Linked DNA regions of Mus musculus: all the other regions are linked to region 2. A link is a contact called in public promoter capture Hi-C and targeted proximity ligation data. All regions are on one chromosome and are shown on one strand. The core of a region is the stretch at or near the end of the contact, and the rest is flanking DNA. Distances in the headings are between cores, read along the strand shown. Region 1 holds the start of Gstp3 (glutathione S-transferase pi 3). Region 2 holds the start of Efemp2 (epidermal growth factor-containing fibulin-like extracellular matrix protein 2). Region 3 holds the start of Dnajc4 (DnaJ heat shock protein family (Hsp40) member C4). Region 4 holds the start of Rps6kb2 (ribosomal protein S6 kinase, polypeptide 2). Region 5 holds the start of Grk2 (G protein-coupled receptor kinase 2). Region 6 holds the start of Clcf1 (cardiotrophin-like cytokine factor 1).

The links. Promoter capture Hi-C pulls out the DNA fragments that hold promoters and counts their contacts.
Region 1: a contact with region 2 is called in a targeted proximity ligation map of pancreatic cancer cells. A contact is called at or near these places in 1 of 39 promoter capture datasets (pre-B cells) and 1 of 130 datasets of targeted methods (pancreatic cancer cells).
Region 3: a targeted proximity ligation map of pancreatic cancer cells shows a contact between it and region 2. A contact is called at or near these places in 1 of 39 promoter capture datasets (the C10 cell line) and 1 of 130 datasets of targeted methods (pancreatic cancer cells).
Region 4: a contact with region 2 is called in a promoter capture Hi-C map of liver, with 2.8 times the contacts expected there. A contact is called at or near these places in 3 of 39 promoter capture datasets (erythroid cells and liver) and 1 of 130 datasets of targeted methods (pancreatic cancer cells).
Region 5: a contact with region 2 is called in a promoter capture Hi-C map of neutrophils, with 5 times the contacts expected there. A contact is called at or near these places in 3 of 39 promoter capture datasets (the C10 cell line, liver and neutrophils) and 1 of 130 datasets of targeted methods (microglia).
Region 6: a contact with region 2 is called in a promoter capture Hi-C map of liver, with 2.7 times the contacts expected there. A contact is called at or near these places in 1 of 39 promoter capture datasets (liver), 1 of 130 datasets of targeted methods (pancreatic cancer cells) and 1 of 9 other capture datasets (liver).

What each region holds. Positions count from the first base shown.
Region 1 is chr19:4,058,077-4,062,422 of GRCm38.p6, reverse strand. Gstp3 (glutathione S-transferase pi 3) reads left to right here and starts at 2,976. Exons shown (of 7, transcript NM_144869.3): 1 at 2,976-2,999; 2 at 3,129-3,164; 3 at 3,582-3,688; 4 at 3,807-3,894; 5 at 4,234-4,337. The coding sequence starts at 2,999.
Region 2 is chr19:5,471,974-5,476,220 of GRCm38.p6, reverse strand. It overlaps Efemp2 (epidermal growth factor-containing fibulin-like extracellular matrix protein 2), which reads right to left and starts at 1,531. Exons shown (of 11, transcript NM_021474.3): 1 at 1,447-1,531; 2 at 1,043-1,160; 3 at 765-813; 4 at 1-155. The coding sequence starts at 1,153.
Region 3 is chr19:6,989,833-6,994,308 of GRCm38.p6, reverse strand. It overlaps Dnajc4 (DnaJ heat shock protein family (Hsp40) member C4), which reads left to right and starts at 1,727. Exons shown (of 7, transcript NM_001357001.1): 1 at 1,727-1,760; 2 at 2,037-2,150; 3 at 3,498-3,591; 4 at 4,444-4,476. The coding sequence starts at 2,056. Nudt22 (nudix (nucleoside diphosphate linked moiety X)-type motif 22) reads left to right here. Exons shown (of 6, transcript NM_026675.2): 4 at 550-647; 5 at 783-876; 6 at 1,107-1,290. The coding sequence ends at 1,265. It overlaps Gm35838 (a long non-coding RNA gene), which reads right to left and starts at 1,852. Exons shown (of 2, transcript XR_386530.2): 1 at 1,570-1,852; 2 at 1,263-1,487.
Region 4 is chr19:4,161,557-4,166,077 of GRCm38.p6, reverse strand. Rps6kb2 (ribosomal protein S6 kinase, polypeptide 2) reads left to right here and starts at 2,695. Exons shown (of 15, transcript NM_021485.3): 1 at 2,695-2,910; 2 at 3,216-3,256; 3 at 3,355-3,475; 4 at 3,750-3,818. The coding sequence starts at 2,833. It overlaps Carns1 (carnosine synthase 1), which reads left to right. Exons shown (of 10, transcript NM_134148.2): 10 at 1-1,754. The coding sequence ends at 740.
Region 5 is chr19:4,303,839-4,308,601 of GRCm38.p6, reverse strand. It overlaps Grk2 (G protein-coupled receptor kinase 2), which reads left to right and starts at 2,380. Exons shown (of 21, transcript NM_001290818.1): 1 at 2,380-2,700. The coding sequence starts at 2,588.
Region 6 is chr19:4,211,504-4,216,076 of GRCm38.p6, reverse strand. Clcf1 (cardiotrophin-like cytokine factor 1) reads right to left here and starts at 1,839. Exons shown (of 3, transcript NM_019952.5): 1 at 1,577-1,839. The coding sequence starts at 1,592. Gm45928 (predicted gene, 45928) reads right to left here and starts at 1,652. Exons shown (of 4, transcript NR_132309.2): 1 at 1,577-1,652. It overlaps LOC102631992 (a long non-coding RNA gene), which reads left to right. Exons shown (of 4, transcript XR_003952884.1): 3 at 325-3,027.

The sequences.
Region 1 (4,346 bases), core at 1,727-4,226, 1.4 Mb after region 2:
AAAACTCTAAACAGACCTTGACAAAATTAATCCTAGAGACTGGCACAGACTTACTTGGTGCCCCTTCCCCTTGCCCTATTTAAAACTGAGAATACTCCCTCTTGATTCAGTTTTACTCTTTTTGAGATCCTTTATGGGGCTCCAGTGCCCATCACTGTCTTAAATAATGTGTTTAAACCTATGTTGTTATAATAATGATCTATATGTTAAGTTAAAAGGCTTGCAGGTGGTGCAGAAAGAAGTCTGGTCACAACTGGCTACAGTGAACGAGCCAGGTACCCCAAGGACATCTTACCAGTTCCAGCCAGAGATCTGATCTGCGTACACCTGCGTCATGCTGAGACCCTCAAGCCTCACTAGAAGGGTCCCTGCCTAGTTCTGTTTACTAATCTGCCTTATTCTGTTTTTGTTCCCATGTTAAAGATAGAGTAAATGCAGTATTCTCCACATAAAGATATAGATTTCTGAAATTCTAAGATTAGAATTACTTACAAGAAGAAGTGGGGAATGAAGAATAAAAAATTACTGGCCTCTTGTGAGAACATGAACTTTCACCTCGGAGCCCACCCCCTCCCATCTGGAAAACATACTTGAGAAAAACATTTTCTGGAACAACCACAGAATGTTTCAACAGGCCAGATGTATTGCCAATCACAGGATATGACTCTTTGGTTGAGTAAACTTGTGGTTGTTAAACTTCCCCTATTCCCTCCCCATTCCCCCTCCCAGTTTGTGGTTTTTTCCTTTAAAAGCTTGTGAAAATTTTGAGTCGTCGTCGAGACTCCTCTACCCTGTGCTAAGGTGTATGAGTTTCGACCCCAGAGCTCTGTGTGCTTTCATGTTGCTGCTTTATTTCGACCCCAGAGCTCTGGTCTGTGTGCTTTCATGTCGCTGCTTTATTAAATCTTGCCTTCTACATTTTATGTATGGTCTCAGTGTCTTCTTGGGTACGCGGCTGTCCCGGGACTTGAGTGTCTGAGTGAGGGTCTTCCCTCGAGGGTCTTTCATTTGGTACATGGGCCGGGAATTCGAAAATCTTTCAGTTTCCCTATGCAGCCCAGGCTAGCTTCACTCAGCACCTTCCATCCTGGTGCTCACAGCACTGAGTCCAGCTCTGCACTGTCATGCCCTGCTCCAGTGGTACGGTTTATGTTACAGAAGCACATTGTGAAGTGACATAGTCTGTTCCCTTCAACAAAAAGGTATCAAAGGGGGAAAATGGATTTAAAAAGTGAGGTTCCCAGCCTGGCAGTACTGGCACACTCCTTAAATCCCAGCACTCAGGAGACAGAGACAGGTGGCATTCTATGGTTTTGAAGCTGGCCTGCTCTACAGAGCAAGTTCCAGGTCAACCAGGGCTACACAGAGAACAGAGAAGCACAGTGTCGATGATAGATAGATAGATAGATAGATAGATAGATAGATAGATAGATAGATAGATAGACAGATGCATAGATGATAGATAGAAGACAGACAGACAGACATGAGGTTCCCAGGGAACTAACCAGACCAAACAAGTTTAAATCCTGTTTACTAGCTGAGTGACCTTGGGCATGCCACGTCAATTCTTTGTTTCAATTTCTCTACAAACAAGGAACAGTGCTAGCCTTGAGGACTGGTACATGTAAGGCTTAACTCTTTGCTAAGAGTTTTCTGTTATAGCATCACCAAGAGAGGAGGGGATAGTTCATTAGTTAAAATCCCTTTATTTAAAAAAAAAGGGGGGGCTGGAGGGATGGCTCAGTGGTTGGGAGCATTGGCTGCTGTTTTGGAGGTCTTGAGTTCAGGTCCCGGCGACTGCATGGTAGCTCACGGCCATCTGTGGTGGGATTGGATGCCCTCTTCTGGTGTGTCTGAGGACAGCTGCAGTGTGCTTGCATGTGATAAATAAATAAATATTTAAAAAAAATTTTAGGGCTGGTGAGATGGCTCAGCGAGTAAGAGCACTGACTGCTCTCCCAAAGGTCCTGAGTTCAAATCCCAGCAACCACATGGTAGCTCACAACCACCCATAGTGAGATCTGATGCCATCTTCTGGTGTGTCTAAATACAGCTGCAGTGTACTCATTTATAATAATAAATAAATCTTTAAAAAAATTTTTTTTAAATCCCTTTATTCTTTTCTTGAAAAGACAGGCTCTTGCTATATAGCTCTGGCTGGCTTGGTTGCTATATAGCTCTGGCTGGCTTGGTGATCTTGGTTGTAGACCAGTCTGGCCTTGAATTCGAAAGGGCTGCCTCTCTTTGTACTTTTTTTTTTTTTTTTCGAGACAGAGTTTCTTTGTATAGCCCTGGCTGTCCTGGAACTCACTTTGTAGACCAGGCTGGCCTCGAACTCAGAAATCTGCCTGCCTCTGCCTCCCAAGTGCTGGGATTAAAGGCGTGCCGCCCGACCTTCCTTTGTACTTTGAGTGCTGCAATTAAAGGTGTGTGCCATCACTCCAGGTGACACTGCCATTATTATGGTTATTGTTATTATTTATTTTTTGTCATTTATAAACATGGTTTCTCTTTGGAGCCCTGGCTGTCCTGGAACTCTGTCGACCAGACGGACTGGGCTGAACTCAGAGATCCTCTTGCTTCTGCCTCCTCCCAAGTGCTGGGATTAACCACGGCTCCTCTACATTGCCTTATTTTTACAAGGAGCACTTATTATTATACCATGTACTGTTGGTAGAGGCCTACCTGCATATAAGGCACTGTCCAAACCCCTGAGCACACAAGAAACCGAGTGGTTTGGGCGTGTTAAGTGGGAGGCTTATCATGTGACCATGTGTGCCTCTTGCAAAACTCCAGTAGCATATTGCACCACAGATAGAAAGGTGAGTCTGCCCTCCCCCACCACGTCTGCCAGGAAGCTGGTACACTGAACACCAGGACTTGGTCTGTTTCTGGGGCAGTGTGGGATGTCTGAGGAGGTGGAGTCTTCCTGTCAATATAAGGCCCCGATCACTTCCTCTCTTCCTGCTGAGCTTGCACCACACTGTATCCGCCCAACAGTAAGGAGAAACCTGGAGGCAAGGGCGGGGGCAATTATACCCCCACCTCACCCCTGCTACTAACCGCTCCTTGGCCCTGCAGCCCAGGCAAGGTCCTCCTTCATCGTGCTTTTTGTCTATCTCTCCTAGTGCCACCTTACACCATCGTCTATTTCCCTTCCCGAGGTGTGGCCTCAGCACTTTCAAGACGAAGGGCACAAACAATAGTCTTCTGGGTCATTCCTGGGAATCCCCAACAGTGGTGTAGGAAGGGCGTGACCAAGACTGTATTGGGGCCGGGCCGGGACAGAGACCTGGGGCAGGACTACAGTTGTGGTTGGTGGGGCCAGGACTGCCCTCTTAGCCTCCGTAGATAGCTGCACTGTCTGTCACTTTTCCTTCCTTCCCTGTGCCATGGTGGGGCTGGGTCTTCGCATTCCAAGATAATGTTAGGACATGGCCTCTATCACCACATATCTCCCCTCCCTATGAGGCTCCCAAGCTAGTGTAGTCCTCTTGTCAGCTTTCCACTCTCCCAAACTCTCCCAGGATGCTCTGAGAGTAGATCTCTTCGCTGTGTCCTCATCCTGCACCCCCATACAGGGCGCTGTGAGGTTATGCGCATGCTTCTAGCTGACCAGGGCCAGAGCTGGAAGGAGGAGGTGGTGACCTTGGATGTTTGGGAGCAAGGCACATTCAAGGCTTCCTGTGTGAGTAATTGTCTCCCTCTCCCCCTTGGGGATTCGGTTGGGGCGCAGCCTTAGGGTGCTGTGTCTAGGATTGGGGGCAGCCAGGTTCAGCACCCCTTACAGAGGGATCTTCTCCCAGTTGTTTGGACAGATCCCCAAGTTCCAGGATGGAGAGCTCACCCTGTACCAATCCAATACTATCCTACGGCACCTGGGCCGCTCCTTCGGTGAGTCCAGAAGCCAAGCCCTGAGAGACACCTGAGATGTTCCTCAAAATGTCCTGGGGCTTTGAATTGCCTCACCTGCAGCCACCAATGTCCCACCTGGGTCACCCTAGAGGATCATGCAGGGCCCAGGTTCCAGAAGGCTACTGGTGTGCTGCTGGGCGGTCGCTGTCTGTACAGCCAGGGCTGTGAGTTTCCAACTTGTATCATTTTTCTAATGACATCCCAGAGGTAGGCAGGGAAGACCTCCAATTAAGGTTAGAGAGTAGACCCAGGCTGAGACTGAGTGGACATGTAGGGACAAGTACAGAACCTGAGCCTGCTGCCTGCCCGCTGACCCAGGGCTCTATGGCAAAGACCAACAAGAGGCAGCACTGGTGGACATGGTGAACGATGGACTGGAAGACCTATTCAGACGCATTGCCCGGCAGTATCGCCATATCCTGGTATGTAGG
Region 2 (4,247 bases), core at 282-2,781:
TTGTTGAGCATGGGCCGCTGGCGGTGGAGGTCCTTCACCATGGAGATCACTGATGACGGCAGCAGAGCGAGGCAGACACAAATAACCCCCGTAGTGGTTGATGCATTTCATCTCACCCTTGCAAGCCTCCGGGATGGTCAGGCACTCGTTGACATCTGCAGAGAGGGGCCTGCTGGGCACAGCCAGTCACCTGGGCTGGCCCTGGAGGTAGTGGGAGGCAGATGCCCAACTTGGCCTTCTCTAAGCTGAGCAACAGAGCAAGACTTTCTCTCTGCTAGGCAAACTAAGGCTGCTGACCCAGAAGCCCTGCCAGGGATTGGCAGGACTGGGAGTGGGGCCCCCTGTTTCACACTGGTATCTCCATTCTCCTGCCTCCTCAAATCCCTGCCTCTACCTTTGCCCAAGAGAAATTTTGCGGGCCTGCCGACCCACGGGGCATGCACGGCTCTCCCAGGCTGCATTGGGATAAAGAGCTGGGCTAGGCAGGTACAGTGCAGTCCAGGGAAGGTGTGCGTATTTCCTTCTCTCTGGGCAATAGCCAGGTGCTCCCTTCCCTCCTGCAGGATAGAGGCCGTTTGTCCAGCTTCTTGAAGGGGCAGGGCTCCTAACTGAGTGGCACAAGGGAAGCATGGCTGGCTACCAAGCTGGACAGGGAAAAGGGCCATCAAGTTCCTGCAGCAGCTCTGGGAGGTAAGGTATCCCTGGGAAACAACAACCCCCTTCCCAGTTCCTGAAGATGGCTAGTACCCCAGACAGAGACTCACCCCGGCAGTGCTGGCTGTCTGCATCCCACTCATAGCCATCTGTGCATTCCTGGAAGGGAACCCGATGTGGCCAGTGACCACCCTGGCTGTCTCCACCAACTAGCCAGGCCAAGACCAGGGCCAGAGTTCAGAGTCATGCTCGGGTCAGCTCCACACAATGGCCTCCAGCTTTCCACCAACCAAGCCGGGGAGAATCTTGCCCAGAAGCAGCCTCCCCAGGATCCTGATCTCACTGTCCTTCCCATCCCATCCCAAGCTGGTGACCCCACGGTCCCCACCGTGTAGCTGTCCGGCTCCTCGGGATCCTGTGGGGACGCTGCTCCCAAGAGCAACAGCAGAAACGCCCAGAGCAGCAAAGACCCGGGGAGGCAGGAGGCAAAAGGGAGCATCCTGAGGCTGGGAGGTGGTGGGCAGAAGTCAGGGGTTTCTGCCACAGCACCCCCCATTCCCTCTATCTGGAAGGGGAGCCTGGGTCCCAGCTGTCTCGTCTCAGGACTGTGCTGAGGCTGGAACCTTCCAGGGCTGGGGACAGAATCCTTTCGCAGGCCTATGGCCCAGGCCCGCAATCCCGGACCGCCCCGCCCCCGCCCCGCGAGTCGTGAAGCGCAGGCCTCCCCGCTCCGCGCAGCACCGACTCGGCCGCCAAACGGCCCGCGCCCTCCCTCCGCTGGAGGCCACTCACGCGTCGACTCCAGCAGTGCCTGCGGGCGGGCGGACGGACGGACGGACCGCGCAGCTCACTGGACGCGCGGCCCCAGGAAGCGCCCCCCGCCCGCCCGCCGGCCGCGGCCCACCCCGGCGCCTCCGCCCGCCCTTCGGCGGATTCCTGAGCCCGCGCCAGGGGGAGGGACCCCGACCCCCCGGCTTCTCCGCCCCGGCCGGCCACAGGCCCCCACCCGGTCCCCCGCGGCGCTGCCTGGAGTCGCCTGCGGACGCCCAGCCAGAGTTTCCCAAAGTTTGGATCCTTAGGCCACTGACCTTGATGCTTGGCCCCCAAACTCACCTAAGGACCCCGGGCCTTCACTCAAAATGTTATTCTGCCCACCTAGACCCTATCTAACCTGTGCCTCCGGAATCCCATGCTGTGCATTCGCACCTCCGTGTAACCCGATTCTGCGCCTCCCAGAACCTACTAGGCATTTAATCCTCAGAGCTTCAAATTCTACTCCTTTCAGAATTTTATCCAGTGTTAAACCATCATCACTTAGATGATCCTAAAACTTCATCCAAGGTTTCCAGACCCTCGTCCAACTTAATTAATTGTCCAAATTAATTGTCCAATTCCCTCTGCATCCACATCCACGGCCTCCAGGTGGTCTCTTTACTTGGGGTACTGCTTCCCCAAGCCGTGCCAGCGCAAAACTACAGTAGTATGGGGGAGAGGGCAGCAGTATTCTTGGCTCGAAATGAATGGAAGCCCCTGGGAAGGCGGGCAAGCTTGAACTTGGGCGCGGAGGACACTAGGGCCCAGTGCCAGCCCTTTCCCGAGCCTCTTCCCATCCAAGTCCCCCACCCAGTTTCCGCCTCCGCCCCCAGCGGAGATCATGCCTTGGAGGCGGAGTCTGGGTGCCTCCAGCGCCCAGGAAGGGGTGAATGGGCGGGACTTCGCGTTGCCCACGTCTCAAGGCGGGCCTAGACGGGAAAGGGTTGCGTGTCCAGGGTTCCCGTGCCTGGCCCAGACCGCTAGCGGCAATAACCAGGTCTTCCTTAACTTTCCCTTACCCAACCTCTTTCCATCTTGTTTGTTTGTTTGTTTTTGTTTTGTCATTTTGAGACAGGGTCTCACATTGTGTAACTCTGACTGTTCTGGAACTCACTAAGTAGATGAGGCCTCGAACTCACAAAGATCCGCCTGTTTCTGCCTCCTAGGCTCTGGGATGAAAGGTGTACACTACCATGCTCCGCTCTGCCTTGACGTTTAAAAAAAAAAATCTGCTTCATTTCATTTAACTGTCTGAGTGGTAATGTATGTGGTATATTCGTGTGTACCTATTCACCTTATGTTTTAAGACAGGGTTTGTCGCTGGAAATTACTAATTTAGCTAGATTGCGTGGCCAGAGTGCCAGAGTGGTCTGCCAGTCTTCACCTCCCTGGCCCTCTAAGGGTTACAAACCTGCATCACCACTATAGCTGGCCTTTATGCTAGGGCTGGAAATCTGAACCCAGACCCTCATGCTGTGTAGCAAGCGGTTTACCCAATAAGACATTTCCTCAGCTTCCATTGCCTTGATTAGAAAAAAGAAAAAAAAATTAACGGGCTGGAGAGGTGGCTCAGCAATTAAGAGCAATGACTGCTCTTCCAGAGGTCCTGAGTTCAATTTCCAGTAACCACATGGTGACTCACAACCATCTGTAATGGGGATTGGATGCCCTCTTCTGGTATGTCTGAAGACAGCAACAATGTACTCACATACATGAAATAAATTAATAAATCTTTAAAAAAAAAAAAAGAAAAAATAAAAAAATTAACTTTTAATGATGCATATACATGTGTATCTGTGTGTTGGTATATACACCCGAGTGCAGGTGTCCACAGAGGCCAGCAGTGTCCCCTGGACCTGGAATTACAGGAAGTTGTTAACTGCCCGATGTGGGAACCAATCTCAGGTCATCCGGAAGAGGAATACTGGAGCCATTTCTCCAGCACTGACTTTTTTAAGCAATAGAGGGTGAGGGGTGTAGCTCAGTAGCATCCTGCTTGCTTAGCATTACCAAGATCCAAAGTTCAATCCCAGGAACTAACTCCTGACACACTAGAGTGTGTGTGTGTGTGTGTATGTACATGAGTGTGTGTGTATGGATGTGAATGTATGTACGTGAGTGTAAGTGTATGAGTGTGTTAATGTGTGTGTGAATGTCTGTGTATGTGAGTGTATGAGTATATGTGAATGTATGTGTGTGAGTGTAGAGTGTTCATGTGTGTGAATGTCTGTGTATGTGAGTGTATGTTATGAGTATATGTGAATATATGAGTGTGAATGTGAGTGTAAAGTGTGCGTGTGAGCTGGGCGTGGTGGCGCACGCCTTTAATCCCAGCACTTGGGAGGCAGAGGCAGGCGGATTTCTGAGTTCAAGGCCAGCCTGGTCTACAGAGTGAGTTCCAGGACAACCAGGGCTACACATACAGAGAAACCCTGTCTTGAAAAACCAAAAGAAAAAAAAAAAGAGTGTGCATGTGAGTGTGTGAATATGTGTTGGAATTCTGAGGTAGAACAAAGCCCACAGAGAGAAGTGTGAGGAAGAGATGGTCCTGAGCAAATGTGTACTGTTGATATTAACATAGTCATGTGAAGGGCCCCAATCACTCAGACCCGTGGGGATGGCAGGGCCTTCTCCAGGTCAGGCTCAGGCGGGGCCATCCATGAGGACAGATGCTGACAGTATGTGTATTTTGAAAGCCCAGATGACTGTAGCCTGAAACTGCTCCCCTGCAGAGATCCCCTAAGGATTAGCTTCAGCTCATATAATGAATCAGCTGAGTT
Region 3 (4,476 bases), core at 478-2,977, 1.5 Mb before region 2:
GGGCACTTGACCGACAAGACAAACATTCGAGGGTCACAGCCATTGAGGATTGGGGATACACTCCCTTTGTTAGACTGTTTGCCGAGCACAGCGGTTCTCAGTCTTCCTAATGCTGTGACCCTTTAATACAGTCCCTCGTGTGGCGGTGACCCCGACTGTGATTTTCATTGCTACTTCATAACTGTCATTTTGCTACTGTTACACATCATAATGTAAATATCTGTGTTTTCTCGTGGTCTCAGGCAACTCCTGTGAGAAGGGTATTTGACCCCCTACCCCAAGGAGCCACCACCCACAGCTTGAGACAAAACACCCGGGGTTTGTTCCATGTGAACTACCGTGATGTATACCTGTAGTCCCAGCACTCAGGAGGTAGAGGCAGAAGGATCAGAAATTCAGAGTTATCTTTGCTAAATATTAAGTTTAAGGATAGCCTAGGCTACACAAGGCCCTGTCTTGAAACAAAAACAAACAGAAACACCAAACCAAACCAACCAACCAGCCAGGCTACTGAGAAGTCAGCCTGACAGGTAGGACTCCCCACCACAGGTGAACCTGCCACTGCACACCTTGAGCCAGCCACTGTTGTTGGGAATCGCTTGCAATGAGACCAGCGCGGGCAGAGCCAGTGCAGAGTTCTATGTCCAGTGAGTGGGTTCCCGGGCACAGGATCCTGGGTGAGATGGCCAGGGAAGGAGTGGGTTTAAGGCAACTGGCGTTTTGCAGGGGTCCGTCCTATAAGGTGTGGATATCTACCAAGACACCTTCATGTTTTTGTCTAGGTGCAGCTTGACTTCAGAGGAGGTCAGGAGTTATTACCTGAGTGGGGGACCTGAGGCCCACGAGTCTACAGGAATCATCTTTGTGGAGACACAGGTGTGGAGTTGAGACCTTCTAGGTGTCTGGTTATGGGGTTAGGGATATCTAGGTGAGGTAGAGGCCTCTGGGTCTCCCAGAGTTTCCTGAGGCACAGAGCTTGGCTCCTTCCTAAAGGAAAAGCCCAGGGACAGGGACAGTCTAGGAGTTCTAAAGTATGGCAACTCCAGGCACAGGGTGTCCCTGGACGAAGGGAGGCCTGATGTCTGGGTCTCATTGATTTCCCACAGAGGGTACAGAGACTGCAGGAGACGGAGATGTGGGCACAACTCTGCCCCTCGGCCAAAGGCGCCATCCTCCTCTACAATCGCCATCCACCTCTACAGTCAGGTGTTGGGAAGTCCCACCTGAGTCACCCTAGCGCCCCAGCCCTATCACTGCAGCTCTGAAGACAATAAAGGACTTTATTCTTGTATTCCGTTAGCTTCTGCTGCTTTCCTAGGAGTCCGGGGTCCTCTGAGAGAACCCGGGATGGATGAGAGGGGCTGAGCACTGTGGCATAAAGGGAACAAAACAAAAAAGCCCCAAGGTGCGACCTCTGTGTTCCTCTTGGCTGCGGAATGCGGGTCACGACGGGGTGAAGACATCTCTGCAGAACCCGTACCTCGCAGCTAAAAGAGAGGGTGGAGCACAAGACCTTCCTGGAGGTCAAGCTCTGCCCCTACCCCCGCCTCTTCGGTTTGACACTGGTACCTTTTTCAGCTGTCCCAATGCTTCCGCTTCGCGGGCCCCGGCGTCCTAGGCCAATGAGCATGTGGGGGCGGGTCCTTTGATGCACATTATCCTCATCTCGCCCAATAAGCGTGGCCTGAGCGTCTACCCCCAATGAGGGATCAGGGGCGGGGCCTTCATAGGCGCAGGAAATGGCGGCGACCAAGGAGCCTGTGAGTGGGGCAGGGGCGGGGCTTGGCTGTGTCTCCTCCTTCGCACGCCCCCTAATGCTTTGGGTGAGAAGGGGTGTCCCAAGTGCCTAGCGGGTGGTCCAGACTTGGAGGGTGATGCTGGAAGGCCTAGAGCACCCCTTGTCTGGTTCTTAGTAAAGAGGCCTTCCTCGAATTTGCCTTTGTGGGAAACTGAGGCAGGTTCCTTCTTTCTGCCACGATCCCCGAAGTCCGGCCCGATTGAGACCCAATGGACTTTTGGGGGCCTCCCTTTCCTAGCTGCCTGCCCGTCGTCGTCATGCCGTCCCTGTTGCTCCAGCTGCCCCTGCGCCTATGCCGGCTGTGGCCGCATAGCCTTTCCATCCGACTTCTCACAGCCGCCACAGGGCAGCGGTGAGTTGAGCCCCAGAATTTGTCCATGTTCAGTGGTTTTTCTCCTGAGAGCCCACCTTGCGTCTTGAGATAGTTGTCTCTGCATTATGTGTCAAGTCCCAGACAACATTCTCCTTCAATGCTAGGCACTTAGTATACCAATAGCTAAGAACTGAGCTCCGAGATTAAGTTAAACGACAGTTCGGGAATCTGAGCTCTGGTCTGCTCTTTCCATAGCTCTGGCGTGTTGTCAGGCTTCGCTGTGCATACGCTGGGAAAGAGGAGGTTGAGTACAAAGATGTAGATTTCTGGGCTTGAATCTGGATGCTGGTCCTCCAGCATTCAATGAAGTGGGGACATGGGAATCTGCCTTTTCCTTTGAGATGGAGTTTTCCTATGTGACCCAGGTAAGCCTCCATAGTCAATCTCCGGCATGTCTATAGAGTTCAGGCACAGCCTCCATGTACTTGCCACTCTCACAGAGGATCCAGTTTTTTTTTTTTTTTCTTCTGAGACAGGGTTTCTCTGTATAGCCCAGGCTGTCCTGAAACTCACTCTGTAGACCAGGCTGGCCTCCTCGAACTCAGAAATCCACCTGCCTCTGCCTCCTGAGTGCTGGGACTAAAGGCGTGCGCCACCATGCCTGGCTTTTATTTATTTATTTATTTATTGGTTTTTCTTGGTTTTTCGAGACAGGGTTTCTCTATGTAGTCCTGGCTGTCCTGGAACTCACTCTGTAGACCAGGCTGGCCTTGAACTCAGAAATTAGCCTGCCTCTGCCTCTCAAGTGCTGGGATTAAAGGCATGTGTCACCACGCCCGGCTAGGATCCAGTTTTGATTCCCAGCATTCACATGGTAAATTATGGAGACCCTCTTCTGACCCGTTGGAGACACCAGACAGGCATGTGGTGGACATACATACAGAAAACACTCATAAACACAAAATAATATAATTTTAAACAATATTTGAAGAAACTTTTTAGCCAGGATGGTAGTACACATGCCTCTGGTCCCAGAATTTGGAAGGCAATGGCAAGCACTGTGAGTTTAAGGCTAGTCTGGTCTACCTAGGGAGCTCCAGGTCTGACAGGTAATAAGACCCTATTTTGTAAAGAAAGAGAGAGAGAGAAAGAAGAGGAAGAAGCAACAAAGGTCTCCTGGGTTTGTCGTTTAGGAGAGGACTACACTTTGAAAAAGAGAAATCCTGACTATTCTTGAAATACCCAAAGGGCAATCTGGGGCCAGATGTGTCTTGGGACTCAGTTCCTGGTAGCTGAACTGAAGGTGTGGTTGAGCAGGGGTGGCAGACTGGGCGATGGTGCCCTCTGGCCTCCTGAGTCTCTGCAGGTTTGGGCTTTTCTCCACAGGTCTGTCCCTACTAATTACTATGAATTGTTGGGCGTGCATCCGGGTGCCAGCGCTGAAGAGATTAAACGTGCTTTTTTCACCAAGTCAAAAGAGGTATTGGTGCCCCCAAGGTGAGGGAGGGAGAGGAAACCTGAGCTTGACACAGGGCACTCTAACTTCCTGGGGTAGGTCTGTGTCTCCAGCTGGTAGCACCTTCCTCCCACCTGCATGGATGGGAGGTGTTCATTATTCTCTATGATCTAAAGGGTCAGGGGTCTTTCTGATTTATTTATTTTATGCATGTGATATTACTATCACTGTCTTCAGACACACCAGAAGAGGGCACCGGATCCCATTATAGATGGCTGTGATCCACCATGTGGTTGCTAGGAATTGAACTCAAAACCTATGGAAGAACAGTCAGTGCTCTTAACCGCTGAGCCATCTCTCCAGCCCTGGGGTGGGAGTGGGGGTGTCTTTCTGGTTATGTTGGATTTTTTTTTTGTTGTTGTTTTTGTTTTTTTGGATTTTTTTTTGGGGGGGGTGTTTCGAGACAGGGTTTCTCTGTATAGCCCTGGCTATCCTGGAACTCACTTTGTAGACCAGGCTGGCCTCGAACTCAGAAATCCGCCTGCCTCTGCATCCTGATTAAAGGCATGTGCCACCACGCCCGGTTGTTTTTGAGACAAGATCTCACATTGTAGCCCAGACTGGTCTCAAACTTTCAGTGGTCCTCCTGTCTCCACCTCTCTAGAATGGGAGTTACAACTGTGGTTGGTTTTCTTGACTGAGAGGGGTTAGGAGGCTGTACTTTCTGACTCTGGCCTTTGGGAGGGAGGGGTCAGCAATCCCATGAGCGGTCAGTATCCAGGTAAGGTCCGTGGGAGTGATGTCAGTCTTCATGGGTGGACATCATCAGGAGAGGTCCTAGGAAAATGAGCTAAGGGGTCCCCTGCCTCACCCCAGCTACACCCTGATCGAGACCCTGGGAACCCAGCC
Region 4 (4,521 bases), core at 1,446-3,945, 1.3 Mb after region 2:
TGCAGGGTGAGGCTGACCACCCTGGCATCGGGCTGGGCTGGGGCAATGCTATGCTGCTGATGGAGTTTGTTGAGGGCACAGAGCATGACGTGGACCTGGTGGTGTTCGGTGGACGGTTGCTGGCTGCTTTCGTCTCCGATAATGGCCCCACAAGGCTGCCTGGCTTCACAGAGACTGCAGCCTGCATGCCCACTGGGCTAGCACCAGAGCAGGAGGCCCAGGTGGTGCAGGCAGCCTTTCGCTGCTGCCTGGGCTGTGGGCTGCTGGATGGGGTTTTCAATGTGGAGCTCAAGATGACTGGGGCTGGGCCAAGGCTCATCGAGATTAACCCTCGAATGGGAGGCTTCTACCTTCGAGACTGGATCCTAGAGCTCTATGGTGTGGATTTGCTTCTGGCTTCTACAATGGTGGCCTGTGGCCTGCAGCCTGCCTTGCCTGCTCACCCTCGTGCCCGTGGCTACCTAGTGGGCATCATGTGCCTGGTGTCCCAGCACCTACAGCTGCTGAGTTCCCCGAGCAGTAGAGAGACTCTGCAAACCCTCCATGACCAGGGGCAATTACGACTCAACCTGCTGGAGGAGGCCCTGATACCTGGCCAGTATGAGGAGCCCTACTGCAATGTGGCCTGTGCTGGGCCCAGCCCTGCTGAGGCCTGTCACCGCCTGCTAGGCATCTGTCAGGGCTTGGGCATTGACAGGCCCAACTACCCTGTTGCCCATTTCCTGTCTCATTTCAAATAGCACTGGGGTCAAGGAGCAGCAGGGATGCAGTGCCAGGAGGAGGGGCCGTGGGGCTATATTTCCCTGTCCCTCTCTCTGTCACTTTGCCCCAACCCAGGGTCAGCATGCTACCACAACTCAGGCCTATTCCAGAACAGTAGAGCCATTGTGACACCAAAGTCTTCTGGATTCAAGGACCATAAAACAAGTATCTGGAATTTGCTGGGTCCTCTTGCCTTCCAGAAAGCCTCCATCTAGCCCCAGGTACCCCCAGGACTCCAGCCTTTAAAGAACTAACAAATAGCAGCTTCTTCACTGGCACATCAGTGCCCAGCCCAGATGGGGGTGGGTGAAACCCAGGCTCCTCCTCTCTTACCCCTCCACCGCCTAGGTCCAGCTCTTCCTGTCACCTACACAAGGAGAGAACCTTCACCAGCCCCTAGCCTTGGACAAAGGCCATGAAATGGGAGATTAGCACACTAGCCTTTATGCAAAACCCAGGACAGTTGTAGAGCCTGCTGAAAATGTCTGGCCGTGCTTCACTGTGTCTGTTGGCCTGAGCAGTAGAAGCAAATGTCTGTGCTCAGCACTAGGAGTAAACATTTCCCTTCATGCTTTCAGGCAGACCCTAGTGCCCCTATGTTACAGATGAGGAAGCAGGCTCAGAGAGAGAAAAAAAAAAAAAGACTGCCTCCAAGTTCCTATTATAGTGGATGTAGACAGAATGCCAAGGCCAACCTTCTCTGTTTACTGTTTTAAACGCTCAGTTAGCCTCCAGGTCCTCTCTCCTTTCTATCTTCATTTATAGGCAGCACTCAGACTCCTAAACACCTGCCTCCCATACACCACACACGATCTCTACCAGCTTTGTTGCTTTGGCCTCTGGCATTCCTAGCTAGCTTGGCCCTGGGACTTCTGTGTACACCTTTCCTCATTTTAGGGAGCTAGCTACTCTGAAAACACCTGTCTTTGCTCAGGAGCCGAGGACAGCTCCTGAAACCTGCCTACCTAAATAAAGACTTGTTAACTAGTGAAGTATCCGGAGTCCAGTGTTTTAGCTAGTGCTCCCCTCCCAGGTTCAGTAGGTGGGGAGCTGGGAAGTGGGAGGGAGAGGTAGAAAGCACCCCATTGGCTGGGCCCCAGGGTTGACCTTTGCTACGGGCTTACCTTATATCTACATGTATGTTTGAGATTTTTTTTTCTTGAATTATAATCCTAAATCATATTCAGGCAGTAATCCCTCTGCAGACCTGGATACCCCTAAATTTTGTTCATCTGAGTTCATATCCTATACCTCAGTGGGCATCCCGTGTGCAATGGAAAAGCTATCCAGACAGACTCCAATAGAAATGGACAGGCTTCGTTTGGGATCGAACCCCAGCAGTCACTTGCCATTTGTATGGCAAGTGATTTTACCCGCTGAACCATCTCGCCAGTTCTCATCCATCCTTTCAACTATATTCTATTAAAATATCTATTCTGAACTAGGCAGCTCAAATACTCGGTATGCATACATTAGCAAAAGTCCATATTTAGGTGTGTTGAGCCCTTCAGAAAGGGAGCCTTGAAACAAAGCCCAGGCAGTCGCCCAGAAAATGTCAGACCTGCAGGGTCTGTGAGCTTCAGGGAGGTTGTATGGAGTGTCCCTAATACAGCTTACTGTCCCCTAATACAACCGAACAGACACAAGTTTTCTTTCTGGGCAGCTCACAGCACTAAGAAGGGCTGAGGAGTTGCCACTTAAACGTTCATGCATCTGTAATTCTGCCCATTAAATCTTGAACTTGCTCCAGAGTCAAAATGGGAGCCTCTGTGCGCGCGGCTCGGGGCGAGAGCTGGCCCAGGAGAAACCGACAAGGAAGATGGTCTAGTAAAGCCTATTCTATTCATAAGGCTTGCAGGATGGGAGGTCCAGATGTCTGGAACTACGACTCCCGAGAGGCTTTCCGACAGGCGCCATCTTTTCTTCCCACTCGACTTGAGAGTGGGTGAAGCTATTGCGTCAACAGAGCGAGCGGCTGCTGTCGCGGAGAAATGACGTAGGCACAGCCCGGTGCTGTCAGTCAGAGTTCTGCCTGGTCCGGGCCAAGGGTCCCGCGGGACCGGCGGGGCCATGGCGGCCGTATTTGATTTAGACTTGGAGACCGAGGAAGGGAGCGAGGGCGAGGGCGAACCGGAGTTCAGCCCTGCGGTGAGTGTTTCTCTCCGGGCGCGACTGGACCCGGGAGCCCGGCTGGTTAACCAAAACCCTGGCGCTCCCAACTCTGAGTGGTTTGTGACCCCTACAAACCCAGATCCAGCCCCAACCCCAACCCCAGCCCCAGCCCCTGGACCCAATCTTTCCTTTTCTATCCTTGGTCTCTCCTTCCCAACCTTTCCCCATCCCTGCTCCTGTCTTCTATCCTTGGTCCTCTCCCCTGGGCCAAGCAGTTGAGCCTAGGTTGGGAGGAGGTATTCTGGCACCTCCCATGGTTCTTATTACTTGGTTTCTCACAGGACGTGTGTCCCCTTGGCGAATTAAGGGCTGCTGGCCTGGAGTGAGTGAGGGTCTTGCTTGGGGGGTGGGGGTATGGAGTAGGGGTCGGGACTTGGAGTACACTAGAGCCTTTCCCTCATTAACTTATTCTGTCTTTAGGACAGTGGGACACTATGAAGAAGTAGAGCTGACAGAGAGCAGCGTGAACCTGGGTCCTGAGCGCATCGGGCCCCACTGCTTTGAGCTACTGAGTGTACTGGGCAAGGGGGGCTATGGCAAGGTACTAACATCCCTCTCTCCCTGGCGACCTCAGCTCTAGCCTGAGACAGCATACTATCCTTCACACCCAATAGGCTTGTAAATGTACGGAGTCTCTGATGGAATTCAGAGCTGGAGACCTGGGGGAAGGAAGGGCATATCCTTTCAAAATCTGATGGAGATCTTTACTGTTCCACCCTTAAGCTGAGTTTAGACCTTTTGGTCCCTTTAGGGTGGGGCAACCTTGAAGGTGGGGTGTGGTCAGAGAAGTTAATCCTGTCTCCCCTGCCCTACAGGTGTTCCAGGTGAGAAAAGTGCAAGGCACCAACTTGGGAAAAATATATGCCATGAAGGTCTTAAGGAAGGTGAGTCACTCGCTTAGCCAGCAGAGACAGAGTAGCTGCCATCCCCATCAGCCTGTGCCAGGTCTCGGGAAGACAGCCGGAAACATGATAAAGACAGTCCTTATCTTGACACTTGCTGACTTAGCATCTATTGTCATACATACGATTTTGGAGTAATTCTTGGATGGAAGAAGCTGGCCTGCTAGGGCACATATGGCAAGCTTTGATTGTCAGGACTCATGAGGACAGGCAGTACTGTTGGCATTCTGTGAATAGAAGCCCAGGATGCAGCGCAACAGGAACCCACGACAAAGAATTGTGTGGCTCAGTGTGTCAGCAGGGTCAAGTTGAGCTGAACTTGGTAGGATACTGTGTAGTCTCAGGACTTGAATGGGTAAAGCCGGAGGATCTGAGTGGTGGTAGGCCAGCACACCAGGGGCTACATAATGATACCTTGTCTCAAAGAACACAAGAAAGTATCAAGGGTGAGAGACTGAGAGGATAAACCGGTTCCGGAAAAGTTTACTGTTTTTAAGTCACTTCCTCTCAGGAGACAAGGTCTCACTGAAGCTGGGCTGGAGACCCAGTGGTGCTTCTGTGCCCCTCCCACAGGGCACAGGCACGCACAGCCATCGTTGGCTTTTTATATTGCTACTGAAGATTTGAACTCAGATCTTTATGCTTTCATAGTTCACACTTTGAACCTCTGAGTCCAGTGCCCAGT
Region 5 (4,763 bases), core at 1,131-3,630, 1.2 Mb after region 2:
CAGTTGGGGTCAGGGCATCAGGGCGTGGGTCTGAAAGGAACAGCAGGATTGGTTATGGAAGAAGGCACATAAAGGGGCTTCCAGGTCCATGGAAAAGCAGAAGCCCAAAGTGAAGAACTAACAGAGAGAGGAGATTCTTAGGGGATGGCAGGAACCAAGCTAAAGAGGGCAACAGGACTCTACCATTCATGCTTCAGTTTAAGAGACTCGCCAGCCTGGCGCTGGTAGTGCACGCCTTTAATCCCAGCACTCAGGAGGCAGAGGCAGGCAAACTCTGTGAGTTTGAGGCCAGCCTGGTCTACATAGTGAATTCTTGCACAGCCACAGCTCCATAGCCCTGTCTCAAAAACGAGAGAGAGAGAGAGAGAGAGAGAGAGAGAGAGAGAGAGAGAGAGAGAGAGAGAGAGACTGTTCACCTAGGCCACTAGGGTGGTATAAATCTCTATAAGTTCAAGGCTAGCCTGGTTTACATAGTTAAGTTTCAAACTAACCAAAGGCTACATGGTGAGACTCTGTTTCAAAAAAGCTAAGCACAGGTTACTGTTCAACCGAACCTGGCTTGGGCAGCAGAAAATTGGGGTCCAAAATGTCCCCTTAAGATTTTACACTTTTGACAGGTGGTGGTGGCTCATGCCTTTAATCTCAGTACTTGGGAGGCAGAAGCAAGTTAATCTCTGAGTTCAAGTTCAAGGCCAGCCTGGTCTACACCCTGTTCCAAGACAGGGATACACAAGGAAACCCTGTCTCAAAAAAAACAAACAAACAAACAAACAAAACCAAAGGAGACTTGGCAGTCTCAGGTGGGTATAGTGGCACACACCTTTGACCCCAGCGCTTGGAAGACAAAGGCAAGCAGATTTCTGAGTTCAAAGTCATCCTGGTCTACAGAGTGAGTTCCAGGGCAGCAAGGGTTACACAGAGAAACCTTGTCTGGAAAAACCAAAACCAGAAACAAAAACAGGACTTTTCACTCTTGGTAGCTCTGGGGCACTAGACAGCTGTTGTTTGGCCTTGAATGTACAGTAATCCCATCAGATCTAGATTTGGGGACAGCCATTCTGGTCAGAGCCTGTATCAGAGGGCAGTTTTAGGAACCCTGAGAAATGGACAGGTCAGAGGACTCTCAGGAGGCTGTAGTGGTGACCTAGGAAAGGAGAAGTAGAGGCAGGATCTGTCTAGAGATGTCGTCCGCTGACAACCTTTCTCCCCTAATAGGATTTGTTTTCTTCTGAAGGAGTCAAGAAGTCAGGGGAGTCGGGATACTTGCTTTGCTGGACACGAACTGGCAGGAGAATCAGGTTCTAAGTGTCCATGCCTGGGGTGGGAGTGTCCTGGCAGCCTGGAAAGCAAAGAGGTGCTCTAGAGAGGTGTGCAGTTTAAATTGCTTTCACTCATTTGCTTAAGACGGGGTCTCACTCTATAGCCCTGGTTGGCTTTGACTTTACAGAAAGACACCTGCTTTTGCCTCTCGTGTGCTAGCCAGGTAAAGTAGACAGGAGTTGGCCAAGGAAGAAGGCACAGAAGGGCTCAGTGGGTAAAATGTTTGCCACCAAGCCTGAGGACCTTGAGTTCCATCCCTAGAGACCCATGTGGTAAAAAGAGAGAACTGATGGTCAAATTGTCTGTCCTCTAACCTCCACATGTGCATACACAATCAATCAACTGATCAGTCAATCGATCGATCAATTAATGAGTTCGGCGTTCATCAGAGTGTGGTTTAATGGACTATGCCTTTAATCCATTTCAGCACTTGGGAGGCAGAGGAAAGCAGATCGCTGTGAATTAGTGGTCTGCCTGGTCTACATAGTGAGTTACAGACTAGCCAAGGCTACACGGGGATACCCTCTCTAAAACAAGAACAACAACAAACGTTCATGTCAGGAGTGCGGCCCAAGCTCTGAGTCTGGGGTCCTGTTGGGAGTTTGAAGTCAGGATTGTCATCTGGTCAGGTCAGGAGTCAGGGGTGGTAATGATGGTGTGACTCTGAGAGAATGTTCAGAAATTTGAGTATAGGAGTCTTGGTCGGTGTCAGGATTCTTGTTAGGACCCACGGTCTTGGCCCTAGTGGAGCGTGCAGTCTAGCATGCTGAGATGGGATCCGCGTTTGTGGTCATGGCTTGGGGTCTGAGGTCATCCTAGAGTCCTTGGTGGAAGACTCAGGTAACAAACCAGGACTGAGACCCGTGTCTCGGACCCGAGCGGTGCAGCCTCTAGGGGGCGCTGTCGCCTGCCCGCCCGCCCGCCGCCCGCCCGGCTCGGCCCCTCGGCGGCTCGCTGGCGCTGTGCGCGGCAGGCGGGGCCGGAGGCGGCGGCGGCAGCTCCGGGGCGCGGGCGAGCGGGTGGTGGTGGTGGTGGCGGCGGCGGCGGCGCCCCGACTGCAGTCCCGGCGGGAGCGGAGCGCGAGCCGGGCCGGGCCCGAGCCGGCGCCATGGGGCGGCGCCGCCTGTGAGCCGGCGACGAGCGAGGACCGGGCGGGGCGGCGGCGGCGCCGAGGCCCACAAGCCGCGCGGGCCGGGCCGGGCCGAGCGAGCGGGAGCGGAGCGGAGCCTCGGGCGGCGGGAGGAACAGCGCCGCCGCCGCCGCCAAGATGGCCGACCTGGAGGCGGTGCTGGCCGATGTGAGCTACCTGATGGCCATGGAGAAGAGCAAGGCCACGCCGGCCGCGCGCGCCAGCAAGAAGATCCTGCTGCCAGAGCCCAGGTGAGCCCGCCTGTGCCGGGCCCCACGCGCCGCCCCGGGATCCCGTGCCCTAGGGACCCCCTCCGCCCCAGGTTCCGGGGACCTTCTGCCCCAGGACCCGGGAACCCCTTCTACTCCGGGGACCTTCTGCCCCGGAGACCCCATTATTCTGGCCGCCCCAGGACCCGGAGACTTCCTCTGTCCCTGCCGCCGCAAGGCTTGGTGTCCGCAAGCCCTGGGCGCCCCAAGTCCAAGCTCCTAGCCCTGGGCCGCCCTGCCGCTTCCTGTATCTCACTGCCCGGCCTGGTCGCTGTCAGCCCCTGACTCTGCTGCAGCCTTCTTTCCACCCTGATGCTTGGCTCTGCCCTCTACCCTCTCGTGTTCCCTTGTGGTTCCCTTCCTCAAGTCTGCCTCTGTTTACCCGATTGTATCACACAGTCTGTTGCTCCCGTTGGTATTCCACTACCCTATCCACTCCCCGTGGAGTGGGTAACACTCTTGTGAGGTTTGTGGAGTGAAGAGGACCAATTTGAAGACTTTTATTTATTTATTTATTTATTTATTTATTTTGCCTTCCCCTATGGTGGGGTCACTATGGGATTGGGTTTGAGAGTGCTTTCTGGGGACAGTGCAGTGTACCATTCCTGAGGGCTGCGCTCCGGTGGGTGAGGGAAGTCCCTACTTTACCCTTTTCCCCACTTGTGGTTCCTTATGGGTACTTTTGACCAGGGGACCTCCCATCCTACAGCAGATGGACCATGCTGCCACCTCTCTACAAGACAACTGATGTCATCGCACCTGGTATCAAAGTTTAAACTGTCCAGGATGTGGGTGCAGAACAGGGCAGGATGTGAGAGGTGTAGCTGGGGCTTGTCCAGTATATTATGGTAAATAGACTTATCTTCCTATTTGAGCTGCACAGGAGACCAGAGAGCGAGTGAGACAGGTGTAGTTTTGTTCCCATAGAACAAGGTGTGTGTGTGTGAGAGGGGAAACAACTCAGACTGGAATGGCTTGTGCAGTGTCACCTGGCCTCCACATCAGGGCTCTCAGCTTCGAGTTTTATGTTTTGTCCTGACCTGAAGGGTGGCCTGGACGTCTGTCCTGCATCTGGAAGAGGAGATGTGTCCACCCACCAGGATGCCTCCTGGTGGGTGGTGAGGCCAGTCCCAGTAGCCTCCCATGCCAACTCCTTTAACAGCCAAGAGTTGGCCTTGATTTTACTGTCATTCTCTGTGGTAGAACATGCTCTACCCCCAGTGGGCAGTGTGAAATAGGCCTCTGGTGTCCTCTGTCCTTAGAGCCAGGTGGGCAGGTTGCGGGCTTGCTGCTGTGCCTGTCACCGTGCCCCCTCCTCCAGTGGCTGCACACTGGGTTTCAGTTTGACTGAGAACCAAGCCCTGTAGAGGAAAAATTGGTCTGTGTTTTGAAGAGGCCGTTGGGCCCCCCTTTTTTCTAAGACATTTGCAATCAGATTTCTCAAAACAGGAACTAGACTGAGTGTCAGCTGGGGCTGTCTAGGGGCAGCAGCAGTTAGGATGAAAATGAGTTCAGAAATGACAAAACTTAAAGGGAAGAGTGGGGGAGGGGCAGTCCGCATCTTGGGCTTGTAGTGCTCTCCTGGGCGGCCACAGCCATGGGGTTCTTCTGCAGGTGGAGGTCTGCAAAGTTTAAGGTGGTGCCTTTTCTAGAACTCTCTGTGTCTGGACAATCTTTCCCCAGAATGCATTGCTCCTAATAGACCCTACCTCCGGTCGTCTCCTTGCTGGTGTTCAAGAACCCTGAAAAACGAGCTGTACCTCTTTCTTTTTACCTTTTCATATGGTGGCAGTTGTGATGTGATGTGATTGAATAAGAATGGAAAGTTTAATAATTCATTATTTATTTTGACATCTGTCATCTCAGTTGATCCAAAAACCAACATGTGAAGTTGGCAAGGCCAACAGTACCAGGATGGGGTAATAGCTGTGAACAAAATTGCAGCAGGCTGTGAGTTTTAGGAAGCGATACCACAGGTGCAGGGTCACCATCAGTAGGATGTTGTTGGGCCAACTGCTCAGTCTGTGAATGGTTAGGAGCCTCTA
Region 6 (4,573 bases), core at 590-3,089, 1.3 Mb after region 2:
GGGGGCGAACGGGATGGTGGTGTGTACTGACTGGACTGAGACAGATGCCTGTCAGGGACAATGAAAGCCAGAGATTTCCCTGCTCAGATTCAGAGAGAGAGACAGACAGACAGACAGAGAGAAAGAAGAAAGAGAGGAAGAAGAAGAAGAAGAAGAAGAAGAAGAAGAAGAAGAAGAAGAAGAAGAAGAAGAAGAAGAAGAAGAAGAAGAAGAAAGTGAGAGAGAGGTGTGAATGATGTTCCCCACCTCTAGTCTCTCTCTAAGATTCGGTCTGCCGCTGCCATATACATCCATCCTCCTGTCTGCCCTCCTTTCTTTTGGCAGGTTCTTCCTGCTCCTAGGCTCTGGAGAACACGGAGATTGGGGGTCTCCTAGAGGAAAGCCTTCTGCACCCCAGTGTAATAGAAAGGTAGGTGAGAACATGGGTGTGGGGACTTTGAAGAAGCTACGCGGACTTTGCTTGAGGGGATCAGCTCCAAGAACTGGGGCGGTGGAAGTTGGCAGTTCGCTGGCCCTACCTTCTCGACCGTGACCTCTCGATCTCGGACCCCTCCCGGCGGCGATGGCGCCTTCCCCTTGTGTGGCCCCGGCGCCCCCGGCCCCGCCCCCCCGTTCGCTCCCTTCCCGGCGGCGGCGGGGGCGGAGGCGGGGTCCGGGCGTTGGGCTTCGGGGCTCGGCTGAGCCGCTGCCCGCTCCGGCGCGTCCACTCCCTGCCTGGCCCGCCCTCCTGCCACGGGCCGCCTAGCCAGGCAGCCGCTCGAGGGGCTGCCGGCAGTCTCGGCGCTCCCGGCCGCTGACGGACTTTTTCCTGCTGGGTCCGGCCAGGCTGCGTCTCCCCCACAACACCCTCCTGCAGTAATCACTCCCAGGCCACCGCGGGCTCGGGGCCCCGGCCACCCCGCCGCGCCTACCTGCCTCTGGCTCCCAGGCGGTGGGCAGCATGGAGGGCTCCGGCCACGCCGCGCGCAGCGTAGTAACCGGAGTCCCGTGGCGGCCCGGCCCGGCCCGGCCCGGCCCAGCTAGGTTTGCTCTGCCCTCCGCCCTCCTCTCGCGCGCCCTCCTGCCCTCCCCGCGGGCCGAGGAAGGAGTTCAGCGCGGCCCGAGGTGTCGGCCTCCCCCTCGCTTCCCGCTGCTCGGCCGCGGGCTCCCCCTCTGCCTCTCTCCCTCCCTCTTCCTCTCCTGGCCCCCTCCTCCCTTGCGCCGCGGCCCCCCCCCCACACCCTCGCTGCCCGCCTCGGACTCGCTCGCCCCGATTCTGGCGCGGGGCTCTGTGTCCGCGGGTTCCCTGGGACCCCGCCTCGCCGCGGCTCCAGGTGGCCGCCCGTCCAGGTCTGAGGGTTGTCCAGGCTCCCCGCCGCGTTCTCAGCCACCTCCTGGCTCCGCCAAGCGGACTCCAGGAATGCCGCGTCCCCACCCGGCCCCTCTCGAGGGCGCCCGGCCGTACCTCCCCAGCCCGAGCTCTGCTCCCCGGCCCGGCCCGGGCTTGGGGCTCCGAGGGTGGGGAGGAGGACGGGAACCGGATCTCACTGGTGCTGGGCGGGGGCGGAGGCCTCGGCCTCGGACGCCTGGCTCCTACCTGCTCGGAGGTCCATGGGGCTGGGGGCCGGGCCGGCCGGGCGCGGCTCCTCTCCCAGAGGCTGGCGGAGTGGGAGGGCGAGCCGCGGCTCCGGCGAAGCTTTAATAATCCCATCCGCCAGGCCCACTCGCAGGTTTTTTTCTCTCGGTTTCGCATTTTTTTTTCGGTGTGGGACATTCTGCAAACTTTTTTTTTTCTGACGTGTAAAGCTGTAACCACAAATTGTAGCAGCCCTCCCCGGGTGGGGGGAAGAGGGGGGAGGAGGGAAGGGAGGGCTTCTGGGGCTCCTCTCCCTCCCACAACACTGAGGGGGGGGGTGGTGAGGTGAGGCAAGGCTGCGACGGTACCACCCTAGGCCTCCTGGGGGAGGGGGCAGGGAGGGCATCGTCCCTCGGCAAACTCCTGAGAGCTTGGAAAGGGAGCTGGCCTTGGTGTGGGCTTCTTCCTTGGTGTCGGCCAAGGCATGCTGGCCTTCTTCCCTCTGCTCATTGCCGGGTTGAGGGTCCCTGTACCCACTCTACCTCTGCCTCTTCATTCTAACCTTCCCTCCCCCTCCCACTTGAGTAAATGCAATGACACATTCTCTCAAATGCCAGCAAGCTGGCCTCCAAGCAAGTGATGGTGTTTTTCCTGCTGCCCTTTGTCTGGGCTGACCGCCCCCCTTGCCTATTGTCCCGCCACTTGTCCCACTTCCAAAAGCTAGAGCTAAGTGTGGCGCCAGGGGCTGGGGCAGGTGACTAACCAGCTCACAATGCCCCCTGAGGAGGGGAGAGGGCACCAGGGCCCAGCTTCTCAGTCAAGTTCACAAGGGTTTTCATTCTTCCCGGTGACCAGGGAGAGTGCACATGGGTGGGGGATTTGTAATTCATTAATCAGCACAAGGCACCGGACCAGTTTCAACACCAGAGGCTTCACGGGTGACTCAGCGGGAACTCGAAGATTCAAGGCCATGGATAGACCCAGCATCCCGTTAGTGAAAAGCTTCCCCATCGAGACATTTGGCATCCTCTTCCCTTTGGGGGTTTGGGTTGTTGGTTTTTCCGGTGGTGAGGTAGGGGTGGTTTGGCTAAGAGCATTCTCCCTCCTTCCCCTCAGGCCTGGGTTGGGACTTTCTGAGTGGGAGACCTAGGGGACCCATAAGCCTAGACCCTCCCAGGAGGGTCTCCTTTCCTCCTCCTTCCTCCCTCTCCAGAGGGCTGCCAGGGAGAGCGAGGGAGCATGAGAGCTAGTGCAGAGGAAACAGCTGTCATCTGGGGCTTGGAGGCAGCCCCATTCTGTGATTTTTCTTGGGGGACAGTCATTTGGTCCCCAAGTCTTGGGTGCTTGTAGAAGCATTCCACCAATTAAGTCATCTGATAAGTTGCTGTGTTGTTTCTCTGTAGTCTCACCAGGGGTAGATAGCGGTGGCAGCCAGCCGTGGAAGGTGATGCCTGTCTCTGGAATGGCATGAGGTATTCACCCCCCCCCCCACTTCTGCTGGGACCCCTGGGAAAGGAGGGCACTCTGCCAGTCCAACACAGCCCCTCCAGCCTGTGGGTCAGCGTGGGCATCAGTCATGGCCAGTGCTAGTTTCCCAGGGCGGCACTTCCCTGTTCTGCACTGGAGAACTGGGGTGGGGGGGTGGGGGGGTTGGGAAAAAATTTGTTTTCAATTACCTCACTGGAGTGGGACAGACTTTGTTGTTGGGGTGTTTCTTTCTATTTTTTTCCCCTCTTTCCCTTCCTTTCTTTCTCCCTCACCCCCCCCCCCCTTTTCTGAACAAGAAGAAAAAGCTGAGAATGGAGAGCTGGTCTGGGTGGGGGCAGGGAAGTCTAGAGCATCAGTAGCTGCTCTGATGAAAAGTGCCTTGGAGGGGCCCTGTGAAAAGTGCTTAGACCTCCCTCCCCCACCTCCCCACCCCCCACCAGCCAGGGCTCTGGAGTTTCAATGGCATTCTTGGCCAGTGAGCCTAACCATCTCTTGGTGCGCTTGCCAAGGTCAAGAAGGCAGATGCCCACAAGTAAGTGACCCAGAGTGGACCAGGAGGTCCCCCTAGCATCTACCACCCCTTCTGAAGGGAGCAAGGAAGGGAAGGGGAGCAGCTTGGAAGCCCGGCTTGGGCTGTGCAGCTCCACAGCTCACCCCTGGTGGAAAGAAAGGCTTTGCAGACAATGTGGTTTGGATTTGGCTGAGCCCCTCAGCACCTTATAAAGCACCTTGCTGAGTCAGGGGGAACCGCCTGGATGAAGAGAGAAGTAAGGAGGGCTGAAGGGGAGAGAAAAGAAAGGAGAAGGGACCTGGGAAAAGAGAGAGGAGACACAGGGAGACAATAGAATGAGGAGAGTGTAGCAACAGAAGGGGAAAGACAGCAATGAGGAGGAATGGCCTCTCAATGAGGCTGGAGAGGGGAGTGCTGACCTGCTCCACCCAGCTGTGTCTCAGAGGCATTGGCCTGCAGAAACTGGGCAGCTGTTCCCAGTAGATTCAGCCCAGGTTGCGAGCAGACAAACAGCTTTACACATGGCTCCTGGGGCACCCTCTTTGCCTTCTGATTCTTAATGTAGTGACCCCATATTCTAAGAAAGTCAAATTCTCCCTTAGCCCCATGTCTGGACTTGCCTCTCTGCCCTCTCCCATCACCCAGTGAGGGCCACCCCCCAACTCTACAGTGCCAAAGGGAAAATCAGCTCCATCTCCAAGCTGCCGGTGCCCCTCTGCCATGTCTGGGCAAAGGCACCAAGCAAGAAGCTGCCAGGTGGGGTGGGGTGGGGGACAGAGTAAAGACTTCACCTCCTGCCAAATCCCCAATAGGGGTGGGCTGCTGGAATTTGGGGGAGAAGGAAGAAAGGAAAGTGAATCAGGAGAGCCCCCCCAGGGTTTCTGTGGAGCAGGGTGGGGCGGGACAGGTGCTGTCTTCTGGTTTCCAGCTAAAGAGCTAGTGAAGTGCCTGTCCTCCCTTCCTTACCCGTGCTGGCTCTCAGAACCTAGGCAGGGCCCTTCCAACTCCAACAAGCTAGG